2 separate regions of the Cyprinus carpio genome follow, and region 2 is linked to region 1. The links are chromatin contacts, called in public Hi-C maps. All regions are on one chromosome and are shown on one strand. Each heading gives the region's core, a stretch centred on a gene start, on an enhancer-like site or on the middle of the called end of the contact. The rest is flanking DNA. Distances are from core to core; before and after follow the strand shown. Region 1 holds the start of LOC109092410 (actin, cytoplasmic 1-like). Region 2 overlaps slc29a4a (equilibrative nucleoside transporter 4).

The links. Hi-C and Micro-C count contacts between places; a contact is called where the count stands out from the background.
Region 2: a contact with region 1 is called in a Hi-C map of liver, with 4 times the contacts expected there. The contact joins the enhancer-like site here to the promoter of LOC109092410 in region 1. A contact is called at or near these places in 6 of 8 Hi-C or Micro-C datasets (liver, red blood cells and skeletal muscle).

Annotation. Positions count from the first base shown.
Region 1 is chrB3:20,019,087-20,022,958 of ASM1834038v1, forward strand. LOC109092410 (actin, cytoplasmic 1-like) reads left to right here and starts at 1,648. Exons shown (of 6, transcript XM_042720140.1): 1 at 1,648-1,795; 2 at 3,106-3,235; 3 at 3,334-3,573. The coding sequence starts at 3,113. LOC109092411 (a long non-coding RNA gene) reads right to left here and starts at 1,599. Exons shown (of 4, transcript XR_006154201.1): 1 at 1,320-1,599.
Region 2 is chrB3:20,138,692-20,142,563 of ASM1834038v1, forward strand. slc29a4a (equilibrative nucleoside transporter 4) reads right to left here. Exons shown (of 11, transcript XM_042720145.1): 2 at 3,207-3,430; 3 at 2,416-2,547; 4 at 1,764-1,877; 5 at 192-320; 6 at 1-54. The coding sequence starts at 3,369. Among protein-coding and RNA genes, the nearest start is that of slc29a4a, 13 kb to the right of the region's middle. Within about 2 kb of position 1,725, at least 1 of the 8 cell types and tissues checked has an H3K27ac peak or open chromatin away from gene starts, as enhancers often do.

The sequences.
Region 1 (3,872 bases), core at 398-2,897:
TCAAAATAAAATACCAACTGCATTGGAAGATGCATGTCACATCACATTAATCACAGTATGGTGCCTAGTTACTATCTGCTAATCTTACAGCAACTTGTGTTTTTATAAAGGGCAGATGGATGTTTGGCATTCTTTGAAAAGAAAAAAAAAAAAAACGCTGGGGGATGGGAGGAATAGACCATATTGATGAGTATATGTCCTGGTTGTAGATAAAATACTTTTAGACATTTTTACTTTTGGGCCTATATACAGTAAATATTATCTCAATAAATCGTACAATGTCATGCATGGTTTAATTGCCGAAGCTAAAATTTTAATACAAATAATACAAATTTGTTGTGCGCTGTTTGAGCCATAACTTATACTCAACTTTCGATATCTAAGGATTCAATTCAGAGAACATCATTTCATGTATTTTACAAGTTAGGAAAAGTGCTCAAAACTTTAAAAGTGTCCCGTTAAAAAATGTTGTAAATGTACTGAAGACGAAAAACATTAATATAAGCCACAGAACCACACTATCCTTGATATCAGCAAGAGATTTTGACATTATCAGCTGTTTTTGTTTATAACTGCCATTGAAGGCCATGTGCATTACTCCCAAGTTGCACGAAAGTCACATGCAGCTTCCCAGCATCACTGCTGTTCAAGCACAGCCTTATCTATTATTCAAACCGTGGCAACGTCCGAAATATGCAAGAAATATTTTTTATTTAATGAAGTTGACCATGAACGCCTACACTGTGTTCTTATGCGAAGAAAACAATGTTTTCAATATTTATTTATTTTATTTATTATTATTATTTTAAATCTCTCCAGCGCATAAGTCAAAGTTAATTTGTCTGAACGGATATCAATAATGTGTAATATATTTCCGAATGAGAAGCCAGCCTTGCCTTGAAACATCTACATCATTTCAGTGGTCAAGACTTGAATGCTAAGTTAACGTCATGTCTAATATAAACCTGGGTTAGGCCCACATACAGCCCTCAGCAGCTAACATTACTATCTCTCCCTTTATCATCTTTATCACATAACATGCACACACCTAAGCACGTAAAAATATTACTCCTGTGAATTTTGTGTAGGCAACTCACAATTACAGGAATGCAAACCTGATTCATCGCAGGTTTCACTGAAAACATTACCTAATGAAACCAGCTAAGTTAGTGGCTTCTCTGCTACAGTATACAGTCAATGTCACTTTGTTGTTATCCTCAATTCAATGAAAAACAACGTCAACCCTATTTAGCATAGAGAAGCACTACACATAAGTATTATGGTATTATTGTGAATACAATAAGAAGTAAATGACCTACAGAGCTGCTGCTGTGTTAGATTGTAAACACAACACAGGATCAAGGAGGTGTCCGTCACTATGACCAATACTAGACTTTTGGACAGACTGAAAAGAGCCTTACTGGCGTTTTCACAACAACATACGTGAATACCGAAAGCAATGCATTAAAATTCGCTAACAAAAAGCCAACTTTGATCAAAATCGCCTAGGCCCGGCTCTTCAAATAGTCTAGCTTCCCCTTCTTTCGCTCTCGAGTTGCTTGCGAGAAGCAAGTGTAGCAATGTGCACGCGACAGCCGGGTGTGTGACGCCGGACCAATCAGAGCGCAGAGCTCCGAAAGTTTACCTTTTATGGCTAGAGCCGGGCATCTGCCGTCATATAAAAGAGCGCGCCCAGCATCTCAGCCTCACTTTGAGCTCCTCCACACGCAGCTAGTGCGGAATATCATCTGCTTGTAACACATTCTCTTAAGTCGACAAACCCCCCCAACCTAAGGTAAGTCGATTTGTGAGCTTTTTATTACATTATTAATTCGTTAACGTTAATTTAAGAAGTTAATTATCATGTACAAATGAAGATTTAGTTGAAGATTGAAGTTAACTTACCGGTAATTTCGCAGTTTGCGTCAAGTAACGTTACAAACTTTTGCTTAAATGTTAGTTATTCTGTATTAACATGTGGTAATCGTGATACATGTCTGCTGTGTTATTTTAATTCTATGTAAGTTAGTGGATATGTCAGGTGGCAATGACGGCACCCGTTGTATGCACGACGTTGAATGGGCCGGTGTGAAATAAGCGTTAAACCCTTTTAACATCGAGATGTGCCCTGGATAACAGTGATTTGACGGCTGTAAATATGTACAAGTGTAGTTTTAAAGATGTTTGCGAGGCATGTTGCACACTTGATGGGTAGCCGGCATGGGCAGCTCTTTGTGCAGGCGGTGCTGCAGCAGGGTGTGACCTACTTTAGCTAACGTTAGCCGGCTAACAGCCTTCATCTGCCGCCCTTACCCTGATGAAACAATCATCTCTTTTGATATTCAAGTGATCAAAGACGCGTCTATTCGCTCACTTTCAGCGCGTCTGACACCTTTTAGTGAAAATGGCTTTTTCTAGCATAGTGCAGCCCTTCAGTCTTTCAGTATGACTGAATAAGATTAATTCAAGTACGTTATTCTACGTTAACTATTAAAGCTTTATTAAACGTAAGGTAACGCGAAGTTGGTCAGTTTTAATAACCTGAAGTGTTCTTAATTTTTTTTTTTTAATGGTGGTTATAATCGTGTTGGAGAAAGCAGGTTTTCTAATATAAACTGAAAGGGCTGAGGAAGATCGTGTTTAGTGTGAAGTCTGCTCGTGAGGAGTCAGTGAAGGGACTGCAGATCTGTGACGCAGTCATTTCGGGCAGACACCCGCCGAATTTCGGTTGTGTAATTGATACCAGGCGAGGACGAAGAGGATGTAAAACTTCATTTGTGTAGAATTTAGGGAGTGGCCCTGGCGTGATGAATGTCGAAATCTGTTCCTTTTTACTGAACCCTACGACTCTGGCTGAGTGCCACACTGCCGGCAGCCGCAAAGCGGCTAAAACCATTGCCTTTTATGGTAATAATGAGAGAATGCAGAGGGACTTCCTTTGTCTGGCATATCTGAGGCGCGCATTGTCACTCTAGCACCCACTAGCGGTCAGACTGTAGAATGCAGCACGAAACAGGAAGTTGACTCCACGTGGTCACATGCTCACTGAAGCACTCTTGTATGGCAGCTGTGCACTTCTAAACAGGGTTTCTTATTCTTTTGCAGTTCAGCCATGGATGATGAAATTGCCGCACTGGTTGTTGACAACGGATCCGGTATGTGCAAAGCCGGATTCGCTGGAGATGATGCTCCCCGTGCTGTCTTCCCATCCATCGTGGGTCGCCCCAGACATCAGGTGAGAAACGGAGGATTAATTTCAGGATGCTAAATGAGTTTTTACTACTTAGTTCCTTGACGTTTATCTAATTTTAACATGCTTTTGTCTTATTACAGGGTGTCATGGTTGGTATGGGACAGAAGGACAGCTACGTTGGTGATGAGGCTCAGAGCAAGAGAGGTATCCTGACCCTGAAGTACCCCATCGAGCACGGTATTGTCACCAACTGGGATGACATGGAGAAGATCTGGCATCACACCTTCTACAACGAGCTGCGTGTTGCCCCAGAGGAGCACCCCGTCCTGCTCACAGAGGCCCCCCTGAACCCCAAGGCCAACAGGGAAAAGATGACACAGGTTGGTTTTTGGCCATCAAGTGGTGCTTTGACGTCTATTGTCTGTCCTGTTACCTCATTTTAAGTTCTCCTGTTCATTCATTCACTTCCTCCAGGCTTTGTGTCCTCTGAGCTCCTGAGTTTCTCCTCTTTTGCTGGAAGCAGCAGGTTATCTATACTTTGCCTGCCTGTTTTTGCAGTTTTCTGCCACACTCCCTTATTCTTTCTGCACTTGTTTCTTTACTCCAGATTTCCAACTAACCTCTGCATGGATGTGTGGATCGTGTGCTGTAACTGTTTTGAGCATGAAGTTAACTTCTC
Region 2 (3,872 bases), core at 475-2,974, 120 kb after region 1:
GTGTGTAGCGCTTGGGAAGCATCCCCATGTATCCATAGAAACTGGACTGCTGCACTGGAGACACAATAGGATGAAAAACAGTTATGGCTGGAAATGTTTGACAACATGATGAGAGCCTGAAAGCAGGACAGTCACTCCCAACACACTTCTGCAGTCATGATGGCTTTGGAAAGAAAAGTATCAACAAATACCTGTACATCCAAAGGCCACAGTACCCATAGACATCAGATTGATGATGTACGACTGCTTCGTGGTGAACCTCTCCAGCCACACATCAAAAATAGTGACAAAAAGCAGAGGTCCAAGTGCAAAGATGTAACCTACAAGAGATCGACTTGGATGTAAACAAATTTGAGATATCATAACTAAAGGCTGAAATACACTACACGACTTTTAAAATCTAAACAGATTTTAAAACACTGGGCATCATACACTTACAGACTTTGTAATAGTGACAGAGGAAAAACTGGGCATCATACACTAAACGATCACCCACTAGCAGACTAACAGACTTGTTGCTAGGAGACGCATGACAAATGAAAACAATGTGTGTTCTAAAATCAGTGTTCTAAAACATGTTTGATATCCTCTGACTGGATGGAATCAAAGTCTGAAGCTAAAAATTCAGAGTCTGTGACTATCATACACTATGTAATTTTCATGAAATCTGTCAACTCAAATCTGCAGACTGGCACTGACTTCTGGCAACTAGCGCTGACTTTCAAAACAGTAAATAAGAGGTGTGCTGGACTGGTGTCAATTTTCACTCAGAAATTACTAGTAAATTTCACAAATAATTAGAAAACTGTTAAAAGTAACACTGAATTAAACACAATATATTTTAAGTATAAAGACTGAAATAGCATTTCCTTTTGATTTGTTTGCAAACAATATCATAATATTTGATTATATAATATAATTTGATTTGTTTTTGGAGGGTTTTGGAAGGTATAATTATAATATACCACTGAATAACACTGTACTGAAAATATATTTGGAATGAAGTCATCCAGGTCAGCATGAGGGTGAGTAAATGATGGCAGAATTGTTATTTTTGGGTGAAATGTGCATTTAAAAGTGTTATATTGTAGTGAAATTATTTTTGGGTTGAATTTGTATATTTTTTTTTTTTTTGTTCTTGGTTTTTTTTTTTTTTTTTTTTTTTTGTATTGTTTTTTTTTTTTTGTTTTTTTTTTTTTTTTTTTCGTTTTTTTTTTTTTTTTTTTTTTTTTTTTTTTTGTTCTTTTTTTTTTTTTTTTTTTTTTTTTTTTTTTTTTTTTTTTTTGTTTTTTGTTTTTTTTTTTTTTTTTTGTTTTTTCGGGAATGAATTTTTGTTTTTTTTTGTTTTTTTTTTTTTTTTTTTTTTTTTTGTTGTTTTTTTTTTTTTTTTTTTTTTTTTTTTTTTTTTTTTCTTTGTTTTTTTGGTTTTTTCCCTTTTTTTTTTTTGTTAAAATGACACTTTTTTTTCCCGTTGGCTGCTTTTCACATCACAGTATTTGATGTTTGCCATTGAAGGGTTTGGGGCTGTGTGTGTTTTTGTGTGTCATCAGTCAGTCGGTATTGTCGTGGTGTAATTTTCCTGTGTTTATCTGCTGTTTGGGTTATACGTAAGCTGTATTCATCAGTATTTGGTGAGTGTTATTCCTCAGGTTGAGATGAGTGATGCAGCTGTCAGACTGGACTCAGTCCCTCAGGTCAATCAGCGGCTCCTCCCCCATCCCTTTGTGCTTTACTGTCTGTCTGCTCTAAATAAACACACTCACCCACAGTGATCCTGGTGTGCAGGCTCAGCATCTCCACCAGGACATTGTTTAGGATCACAGCCACTAGGGCCACGAGTATATATGTTAAACCCATGTCAAACACAATGGATGTTCCTGAAAGACACAGAAGACAACAAGGAAATGACCTTCGAAGTTCACTGCATTTTTTTCTTACTATCATACAGGAACCATATGCTCAATCAAACTGATTTTTTTGACATTTTTCATACAAACACAAATGCCAAACCTGATTATCTTTATACAATGAATGTGCATGATGATCACTGGTCAGAAAAAAAAAAAAGTTTCTTGAGCACGAAGTCACCCAATTAGAATGATTTCTGAATTTTAAAGATACATTAAAATACAAAACTGCTAGTAAATTGTTTAAGTATCTCTCTCTCTCTCTCTCTCTTTCTCTCTCTCTCTCTCTCTCTCTCTCTCTCTCTCTCTATATATATATATATATATATATATATATATATATACACACATATCAAAATACAACATTATAATGAGCAATTCTGTCAAGCATCATGAAAACACAAGTATAACATTTTTTAAAACTCTCAATCTTTAACAGATATTTCAACCATAATTTGTTTCATGTAAATGCTACTGAAAATGTAGATCTATAAATATAATGGAGTACCTTCAAATTTATGGTGCAGGTAGTCAACATCTGTAATGAAGCTATTGTAAGGCAGCAGGAAGCCCACTCCGGCCAGGAGCATGGCAAAATAGATCCCATGGTAACGGTCATCTGGAATAGGCTCTTCAAACGCTATGCACAGAAATCACACGCATTTGTATTCACAGTCAACGAGTGAGAGTTATAAACACAAGTCCTGTCTGTGTTTTATTTGTATGACATTTCAAAATATGTGCGTTTTAAATATTTGTCTCTCAGTCTGTGTGCCATCTCTCTGAAGTATATTTATGCATATGTATGAGACATCTGACATTTTGCTCTCTCTCTCTCTCTCTTTCCAGATGAGGAACTGATTGATGGAAGCACTTCTGTGCCTCTTGCTGGCTTCCTAATGGTTATAAAGCGTTAGTCCTTTAACACTGCATGCCTAATTTAAGAGATGGAAGAAATGAAATCCTGACTAAAAATGTAAAACGTATATTTGACCAAAGTAGAATATATCTATATGCTTAGCTAGCCTAGCAAACTGTAAAGATCAATGTGTATGTTCTCCTACTCCACTGATTTAATAAGCATGACCTTTGTAACCAGGCAACATGAGGGGACAGCAGCTAACATGATTACACATAGCTAGTACATGCCAAGTATTGCAACCTTTTAAACCAAGGCCAGTCGTTGCCAAACCAAAATCTGTATTATTACACATTGTAGAAGCACAACACATATCAAATAGTGACTCAAATGACATTTTGTAGTTATATTAAGGCACATCATATGCAGCAGAGACTCACCAGGTTCTGAAAGGGCCAGCACTCCTTTATCTGAGATGTCTTTCACCTGACAGTCCTCTTCCTCCAGCTGATAGCTCTCGAAACTGAAGCTCATTACCACATTGCCCTCGGGGGTCTGGCCAGGGGTGGCCTGTTTACGTCTCTCTACTCCTTTTGAGCCCATAGTCCCTCTTTTGGGCTGGAATATCTGAAAAGGCCTTCTTTAACAGCGACTGAAATGTGATCTGTAAGAGGATGAAAATGAGGAATGTGTGTAAGCAACTTACAAAACAGATTAGATGCAACACATTACATTCAAAATATCTTGATAATCAACCTCAAACTTTAAAGTGTAGTTAAGACGTTTCTTTTTTTAAGTGTTGTCATCACAGAAGAAAAACATTTTAATATTTAGAAGACCAGTCAAAATATATTCCACAAACATATTAAGCAGCAAAACTGTTTTCAACATTGCATTGATAGAAATAAGAGCAACAAATCAGCAAATAAGAATGATTTCTGAAGGATCATGTGACACTGAAGCTCTGCAATCACAGGAACAAATTACATTTTAAACACTAAAATTGAAAATAATTATTTTAAATACAATAATTTTATTTAAATAAAAAAATATATATTTTAAGTTGTCCTTGTTACAGAGTAATTATACATTTAAGTACTGAGGAA